Linked DNA regions of Sus scrofa: region 1 is linked to region 2. A link is a contact called in public promoter capture Hi-C data. All regions are on one chromosome and are shown on one strand. The core of a region is the stretch at or near the end of the contact, and the rest is flanking DNA. Distances in the headings are between cores, read along the strand shown.

Evidence for each region. Promoter capture Hi-C pulls out the DNA fragments that hold promoters and counts their contacts.
Region 1: a contact with region 2 is called in a promoter capture Hi-C map of liver, with 4 times the contacts expected there. The contact joins the enhancer-like site here to the promoter of ZDHHC20 in region 2. A contact is called at or near these places in 3 of 5 promoter capture datasets (fetal liver and liver), 11 of 47 Hi-C or Micro-C datasets (alveolar macrophages, epiblast stem cells, fetal liver and 7 more) and 2 of 2 datasets of contacts at active chromatin or transcription factors (alveolar macrophages and skeletal muscle).

Annotation. Positions count from the first base shown.
Region 1 is chr11:1,293,189-1,297,089 of Sscrofa11.1, forward strand. It overlaps SAP18 (histone deacetylase complex subunit SAP18), which reads left to right. Exons shown (of 4, transcript XM_021065443.1): 1 at 1-1,413; 2 at 1,511-1,620. The coding sequence starts at 1,285. Among named protein-coding and RNA genes, the nearest start is that of SAP18, 4.9 kb to the left of the region's middle. Within about 2 kb of position 1,278, at least 57 of the 83 cell types and tissues checked have an H3K27ac peak or open chromatin away from gene starts, as enhancers often do. A contact at or near this core is called in alveolar macrophages, fetal liver, liver and 4 more, where this site is marked.
Region 2 is chr11:1,403,921-1,407,479 of Sscrofa11.1, forward strand. It overlaps ZDHHC20 (probable palmitoyltransferase ZDHHC20), which reads right to left and starts at 1,939. Exons shown (of 12, transcript XM_021065450.1): 1 at 1,691-1,939. The coding sequence starts at 1,808.

The DNA.
Region 1 (3,901 bases), core at 28-2,527, 110 kb before region 2:
GAACCACTGCAGTGACAAAGCTGGATCTTCAACCTGCTAACCACCAACTCCTCTTTTTTTTTTTAAGGTAATATATATTTCTTTAAAACAGAAAGAAATATTCATAGAGAAGTGTATGTAAAATATCAATGCACTGTTCAAATAATAATTTAGAATCAAACAATCATGTAACTATCACCTAGGTCCCCAAACAGACGTTGCCAACACTCTAGAAGCACCCGCTTTGCCCCTCCCTGGTTACAGTCCCCTTTTCTCACAAGTAACTACCATTCTGCCCTTTGTGGTAATTACTTCATTGCTTTTCTCCTTATAGTTATATCACCTGGGAATGCCTCCGGAACAAGAGTTTAGCGCTGCCTGTTTTTGCATCCTATAAAGATGTATTCGCATAGCAAATGTCCCTTGTTTCCGGCTTCCTGCACTCAGCATTACGTTGTGCCCTTGGGTTTCTCGAAGTTACAGTTTGTTCACCAGGCAACGCGTAGCATCCCCTGCATCGTCTACGCAAGGCGTCGAGCATCAACCCTAGGACACCTGTTCTCGCGTCTCCGTGACGTCCCTGGGTACAGCTCAGCGAGGTTCTCTCCAGGGTGTGGCCCACGGGGCGGAACGTGGATGTAGGGCACACGGCCCGTCCTTCCACCAAACAGCCCCCAGCAGCCAGGGACCGGGGTGCCGCCCGCCCGCCGAATCCCGCGCTGCGCTCTGCACGTTTCGCGAAAAGCAGCCGCTTAAAGCCAGTCGCCGCGGTACCACCGCGTCCCCAGGGCAGCGCGACAAGCGCGAGCCCCCTACACGTGGATTTCCTTTACAGCACCTGCAGGCCATCTGGCCTCTTCCCGGGATGCCCGGAACCCCCGGGACCCCGGCTTTCCCAGCGCCTGGGGTCACGCCCTCCGGCCGCGGCCCGCTTCTCTCTTCCGGCACCTTTTTTATTTTAACCTAATCAAATTTATCATCCTTCTCCGGTTAGCGCGCGTCGTTCCGTGCATTCCTGCCCGGTCCTGAAGGCAGCCCGCCGTCATCCCGAGCGCCCGCCACTCCTACCTTCCCACACTGGGCGTCCGCATCCCTCACCCTGCCTTCGGGCCCCGCCCGCGACGCCGTCCTCTCCCGGCACGCAGTGCGCAGGCGCGCCCGGGGATTGGAGGGGGGAGGTGGGGGCTCCCGCTACGAGCGGCGTAGTGCGCCTGCGCTGAGGGCCTGCGCGAGCGCACCCCTCCCCCCGCCTCTCCGTGTCGTCTATAAACTCGCGAGCGTCTCCTCGCGAGAGGTTCGGTTCTCATGCTCGCTGCGGGGGTCGGAGGTCAGAGCGAGCGTCTCGCCGGCCGCAGGAGGAAGATGGCGGTAGAATCGCGCGTCACCCAGGAGGAAATTAAGAAGGAGCCGGAGAAGCCCATCGACCGGGAGAAGGTGAGCGTCGGGAGAGGTGGAGGGGCCTCGGGGCGTGCCCAGGCGGCGGGGCGGGGGGGGAAGGGGCCGCCTCCTGACTCCCGCCCGCCGCCCCCAGACCTGCCCGCTGCTGCTGCGCGTCTTCACCACCAACAACGGCCGCCACCACCGCATGGACGAGTTCTCCCGCGGAAACGTGCCGTCCAGCGAGCTGCAGATCTACACTTGGTGAGGCGGGGCTCGGGGGCGCGCCCGGGGGTCGCGGGGACTCGGGCCGGGGGCGAAGGCCGGGAGGCCGCGCGCGGGTGTCCCCCGGGCGCCGGGGGCCTGTCCTCCCGGCTTCGGCCCCTCCCAGCTCGCGGCCTCTGAGCAGCAGGCGCAGAGTTGGGAAGGAAGGGTGTTTGCCCGTCTTGTGGCTGTTTCGTGTTTAGTGTTGAAACTTCGGAGTGTGAAGGATTGGCCTGAGCTTGCCGTCCCTGTTGGGGTTGCTGGGCACGGAAATGACACGGAGGCCGTTAAATTGCGGTAGCCGCCCCGGGGGGTCTCAGTCGCGAACTTGGTGCTGGAGTGGCGCGGCGCGGGGGAGTGGTGCTGCTGGGTGATGTTTGTCGTCCTCTGAGAGCATTTCCACGCGGTATTAAGCCTTAGCATCAGAAAAAACAAAAACACAAAAGCTGGTGGTTTCTGATGTGCTTAATGGAGAAGCTTTTGATGTGTTTACCGGCTCCTGAAGGCCTCTCTTAGCCGTGCCTTCCCTACCCCACGTCTGATTAGGACCGTCACATACAAGCAGCCTCATTCCGTTCCTTGGTTTCGCAGTAGAGTGGCTTTTTAGTGGCAGTAAAAGATGTGTAATTTCTCAAAATATGTCTGTTGTAAAACATATTTGGCATTTGCCGTTTTAAATGTACACTTTGGTGTCATTAAATATGTTCATATTTTGCAGCCGTTATCATTGTCTATTTCCAGAACGTTAAAATTCCTCCACAAAAATTCTGTACCCAGTAAGCCTTCCCCCAGTTTCTCGTAGATGCTTTTTTTTTGTCTTTTGTCTCTTTTTTAGGGCCGCACCCGTGGCATATGGAGGTTCCCAGGCTAGGGGTCCAATCAGAGCTAGCCAGAGCCACAGCATTGCCAGATCCGAGCCGCGTCTGCGACCTACACCTTAGCTCACAAGATCAGACAACACGGAATTCCTAACTCACTGAGCAAGACCAGAGATCAAACCTGCAACCTCATGGTTCCTAGTCGGATTCATTTCCGCTGCGCCACAACGGGAACTCCCTGGTAGATGCTCTTTTATGTCTGTAGGTATTTGCCTATTCTAGGCATTTCATGTAAGTGCTCTCATGTCACATTTGACCTTTTATGTCTGGCTTATTTTATTTCCCTTATGTTTTCATGGATTACCCACCGTAGAGCATGTAATAGAACTTCATTCTTTTTTTGTGGCTGAATACTGTTTCACTGGAAGGATATGCTACATTTTGTCCATTTGTCTGTTGATGAGCACTTGGGGGCTGTTTCCTCATTTCAGCTCTTGCAGATAGAGCTCTCGAGAGCATGAGTGTGTGCACATGGTATTGAGCCCCTGCTTTCGGTTCTTTTGGGTTTATGCTCAGGAGTGGAGTTGCTGGGTCATCTGGTCCTTCAGTCTGTACCTTTTTGAGGAATCACTAAACTCTTTTTCACACAGTGTTTCATTACGTTCCTAAAAAGGTGTGTGATTTTAAACTAAGCCCAGAATACTAGAACTCAGTTCTTTAAAGATTGGAACCTTATTTGTCTTTTTGGGGTGTCTGTTAAATTTATGTAGTGGTATGAGTCTAGTTTAGTATTCCAGGATAAAAATTCAGAAATGTTGATTTGATTTATAGGGCAGAGCCATACGTACATACAGAATACATTGAATATGTTGATGAATCTCTCTCCAGAGATTAGTGTGGATTTTCTCCAACACATTAGATTTCCTGTTTGCCAGGTGATTTGCTTAGACCCTGAGGGTATAAAGAGGTCCTGCTCTTTTCTAGAACGAACTTGGTCTTGGGGGGGAAGCAGATGTAAGTGCTAAGTAGGACTTGGGGTGGAGACGGCAGGCGAGATGGTCCGTCCATCCTCTCCTAAGTCAGGAATGAAACGACCAGAGGCCCGTTGTCCTGAGCTGCAGCCCAGCAAGGGAGGACAGCCTGTGTCCTCCCTCGGACGGGTGCAGAGAAGGGCTGGAGGGTCGGTGGGAAGCCCAGAGCCTGCTGCCACTCCCAGAGCGGTGGTGAGGGAAGATGAGTCACGAAGTCTGGAAGTTCTCAGTTGTACAAGTGGACCGAGGAGCTAAAGTCGGCGGTCCTACCTGTCGGGAAGGCAGTGGAGTCCAGAGGAGGCCAGCAGAGGTGGCGGAGGAGTTGGCCAAAGTCCCGGCACTGTGTGGGGCTGGGGACAGTGTGGGGAGGAGCAGGGACCTTAAGCTTGGCTGGTCCTTAAAAAGAGGCCAGTGGAAGGGGTCGGAACAGGC
Region 2 (3,559 bases), core at 689-3,188:
GGATAAAGGGCCTCTCATAAACAATTTATTTTTTCAAATGTTCTATGGTGGGCCATGAATTTTTGCAGTGTGAGATATGTAGGAGCCTTCGTCTGTTACCTTTCAGGAGAATATTACCTTGCATAAATAGTTACTTTATACAAACAGTGATCTAGTTTGATAAACACAAGAAACTAAGAAAATTCTATAAAAACGATTGAAGCAGCACTTTAAGTAAAAATTCACACCTCACTCATTTAAAGCCCCTATAAAGTTATATACATTGATATATCTCAGTAGGAAGGTCTGTGCTTATGAAAACACAAATTACACGTAGTTTAAAGAATAGTTTTAATACGAGTGAATGAGCTTTTATGCCCCAATATACAGTCCAGTGACACTGCAGACCTTCCAATTTGACCTGAGTCTGAGAATTTACAAACAGTAGATGAAGGCTCCGTGTACGATCCTTCACCACTGTGTTTTTAAAATTCTGACAAGCACTGGGCCTTAACTGCTGCAGACTGTTTTGACTTAATGAAATCCTGGGGTGTGATCTCTAAAGGCTGGGCCTGAAGCCTAACTAACCTCCCAAGAGCTTAGCCACGCCCCCCCCACTAAGGACCAAACAATGAGTTGCGCCGACCCTCCTGCCTCAGTAACAGGTAAACGCAGGGTGGAAAGACGTGAGTCACGTTCCGTAGCCACTCAACAACCGTGTGACCTAGTCACACTCATTTCCTACATCTGCTCAGAGACGTGAGAAAGACAGATGCTCCCTCCATCCCCACCAGCGCATTCACGTTCCTTTCCCATCCGATTCGATGTCTCCTTTTGATACTTCTGACGACCATCTATAGGTTAAACGTGCGACTTCAACCTACGTGCACCCTGCAGTGTTCCTGCAGAGGCTTTGCTTCGAAACCATTAAGGACTTGGGAGAGGGAGGGTACAATAACCGGACAGAATTAAATAGGACTGGCACAACTGGGAATAAATGCTCTCACTTCAGAGTAAATAAGTATCATCACAAGCTGAGGACCTTCCTCTGAGCATCTCTGGAAGCAGCTGTAAGAAACTAAGAAACACCTAAGTCTAGCCAGCTTCAACTGATTCAAACATTCCTGACACATGTTTTGGTATCAAAACGGAGGAAAGTAAACAATCTTCAACAGACTACCGCCCCATCTTGACTTGAAAACGTGTTCCGCAACTAACTTCTTCTGGCAGGGACAGCTTTCTTCGAAATTAAATGTTCCATAGGTTCGAAACAATGTTCTTAAAATTTTTCGTCTGAAAACGTCCCCTCAAACCTGAGCAGAGCATTCCCTTCCACGTGGAGCGCCCGCCGGGGGCTGCGCCAACGCGGGCCCGGGACGGGGGTCCCCGCGCGGCGCTTCCGCGTAGGCGCGTCCTCCGCCCCGACGGCGCGCGTCTCCCCAAGCGTCCCCTCCCTCCAGAGAACTGCCCTCGGTGTCGCCCACACTGGTCCCCGCGGGGTCCCGGGACCCGATGGGCTTCCAGGAAGGAGGCGCGGAGGAGCCGCGGCTGCCGCCGCTCAGGCCCGCCGCCTCCCGGAACAAACGGGTCGCAAGCGGCTGCGCCCGGCTCGGGCGGACACGGCCCGGCGGACGCTGAGAGCGCCCTGCCCACCGCGCGCGCCTGCGGGGCCGACGCCCGGGGCGACTCCGGGGCCCCGCCGGGTACTCACACACGCAGAGCTCCACCACGTACGCGTAGTAGGACCACACGACCACGAAGGTGATGAAGAGCACCGGCACCCAGCCCACGCTGCGCTGGCAGCAGCGCCACAGCGTACAGGGCGCCATGTTCCGCCGGCGGCCGCGGCACCCAGCGGCCCGGGGTGGCGGGGCGCGCCAAGCCCCCGGCGGCGGCGGCGGCTGTGGCGGCGGCGACTTGGACGCTCCCGGAGGCTCGGCGCCCTGCTCGGCGCCCCGCCCCCGTCCCCGCCGCGACCCCTCCCCTCGCCGCGTCGCGCCCGGCCCCGCCCCAGTCCCGCAGTGCGTCTGCGCCGCGGCCTGGAGGCGGGGCCGCGCGGGCGGGAGTCCGCAGCGGAAGAGGCGGGGCAGAGGACGGCGGAAGTGGGCGGAGGGGGCGCGCAGGCGTGGTGCGCACCGCCTCCTGGCGGCCCGCGGGGTCCGGCGAGGCCCGGGTGAACAGAGGTTCAGGCTTGGAGGCTCCCGGCGGGGACCCGCGAGCCGCGCGGGCTGCAAACCCTGGGATTTGCACGTACCTCTCCGATTAGGACTCCCGCGCTTTGAAATCGTTTGCTCGCGATTCGGGCGGAACCCCTCCGTTTTCGAAGATGGAAGCCTTTAGCCAATGTGATGTGAAACCCACATTTGGGATTGAATTGCGATGGGGCAACAACCCTCTCCCTAACCACCCCCCCCAAGACGGCTGAAATTTCCAGAATTCGTTTAAACTAGAAAATCATTTATAAATAATGCCTGGAATCATGGAGGAACCTACAAGTATCCTTTCCGGATTCCAGAAGCGACAGATTGCCTGCACACATTGCGTCCGTGACCGCATCTGGAACGGGCCTTATCTCGGCTGAAGTGTTGGTGTTGGTGTCCCAGGAAGGGGAGGCATTTACCCTACCTGCGGAGTGGACATTCTCCGCCTCTGGATAATGCTTTCATGTTAAAGCATGCAAACCACAGTGGACAACATGTATGACAGGCCATAAAACAGGCTGCTCCAGTGCCAAATCATGTGTTAACTGGCCAAATCATGAGTAAGCCCAAATGCTTCCCCACTGCAGTATGAGAACCTTTCTTCCTTCAGGATGGTGGCTTTTAACAGAGACTGGAGACCATGGGGCAGGTCTCCACCCTGGTACTGGAGCAATGCTGGCAGCCTGAGGCCTCGAGCTGCATAATCCCCATTTTTACTGCCAGCCAGGAACTTCAAAATGCCCTTTTAAAAGTTCTGGTTGTCAGCTGAGAGCCAGGGGAGAAAAAAGGCCACTAGAGGTAGGTGGGAAGACTTCAGGCGAGGTTTCCATTTCCGGAAGTCATGTAGCTGTGAATATGGAAAGAACGAAGAAGGAAAAAACCCACAAACTCACAAATTTAGAATTAAACCACAATTCCAAAACACAGTGGAATCTAATACTGAGAAAGGATGCCAATAAAAACAATAAGGACTTGAATTCACTGAAATTAATTTTATGAAGCAATCTCACAAAAACGTAAAAACAATATATGGCAGGAGTTCCCATTGTGGCTCAGTGGAAAAGAATCCTACTAGGAACCATGAGGTTGCGGGTTGGATCCCTGGCCTTGATCAGTGGGTTAAGGATCCAGGTGTTGCCCTGAGCTGTGGTGTAGGTCACAGACACGGCTTGGATCTCACCTTGCTGTGGCTGTGGTGTAGGCCGGCAGCTGTATCTCCGATTCAACCCCTAGCCTGGGAACCTCCATATGCTGCTGTTCCAGCCTCCCCCCCCAAAAAAACCCCAAAATTAAGAACAGTATATGGCATACACAAAGAGGTAAATGAAGAAAATAATTTCCATCTAAAAGGAACAAAAATTTTGAAACAAAAAAATAGA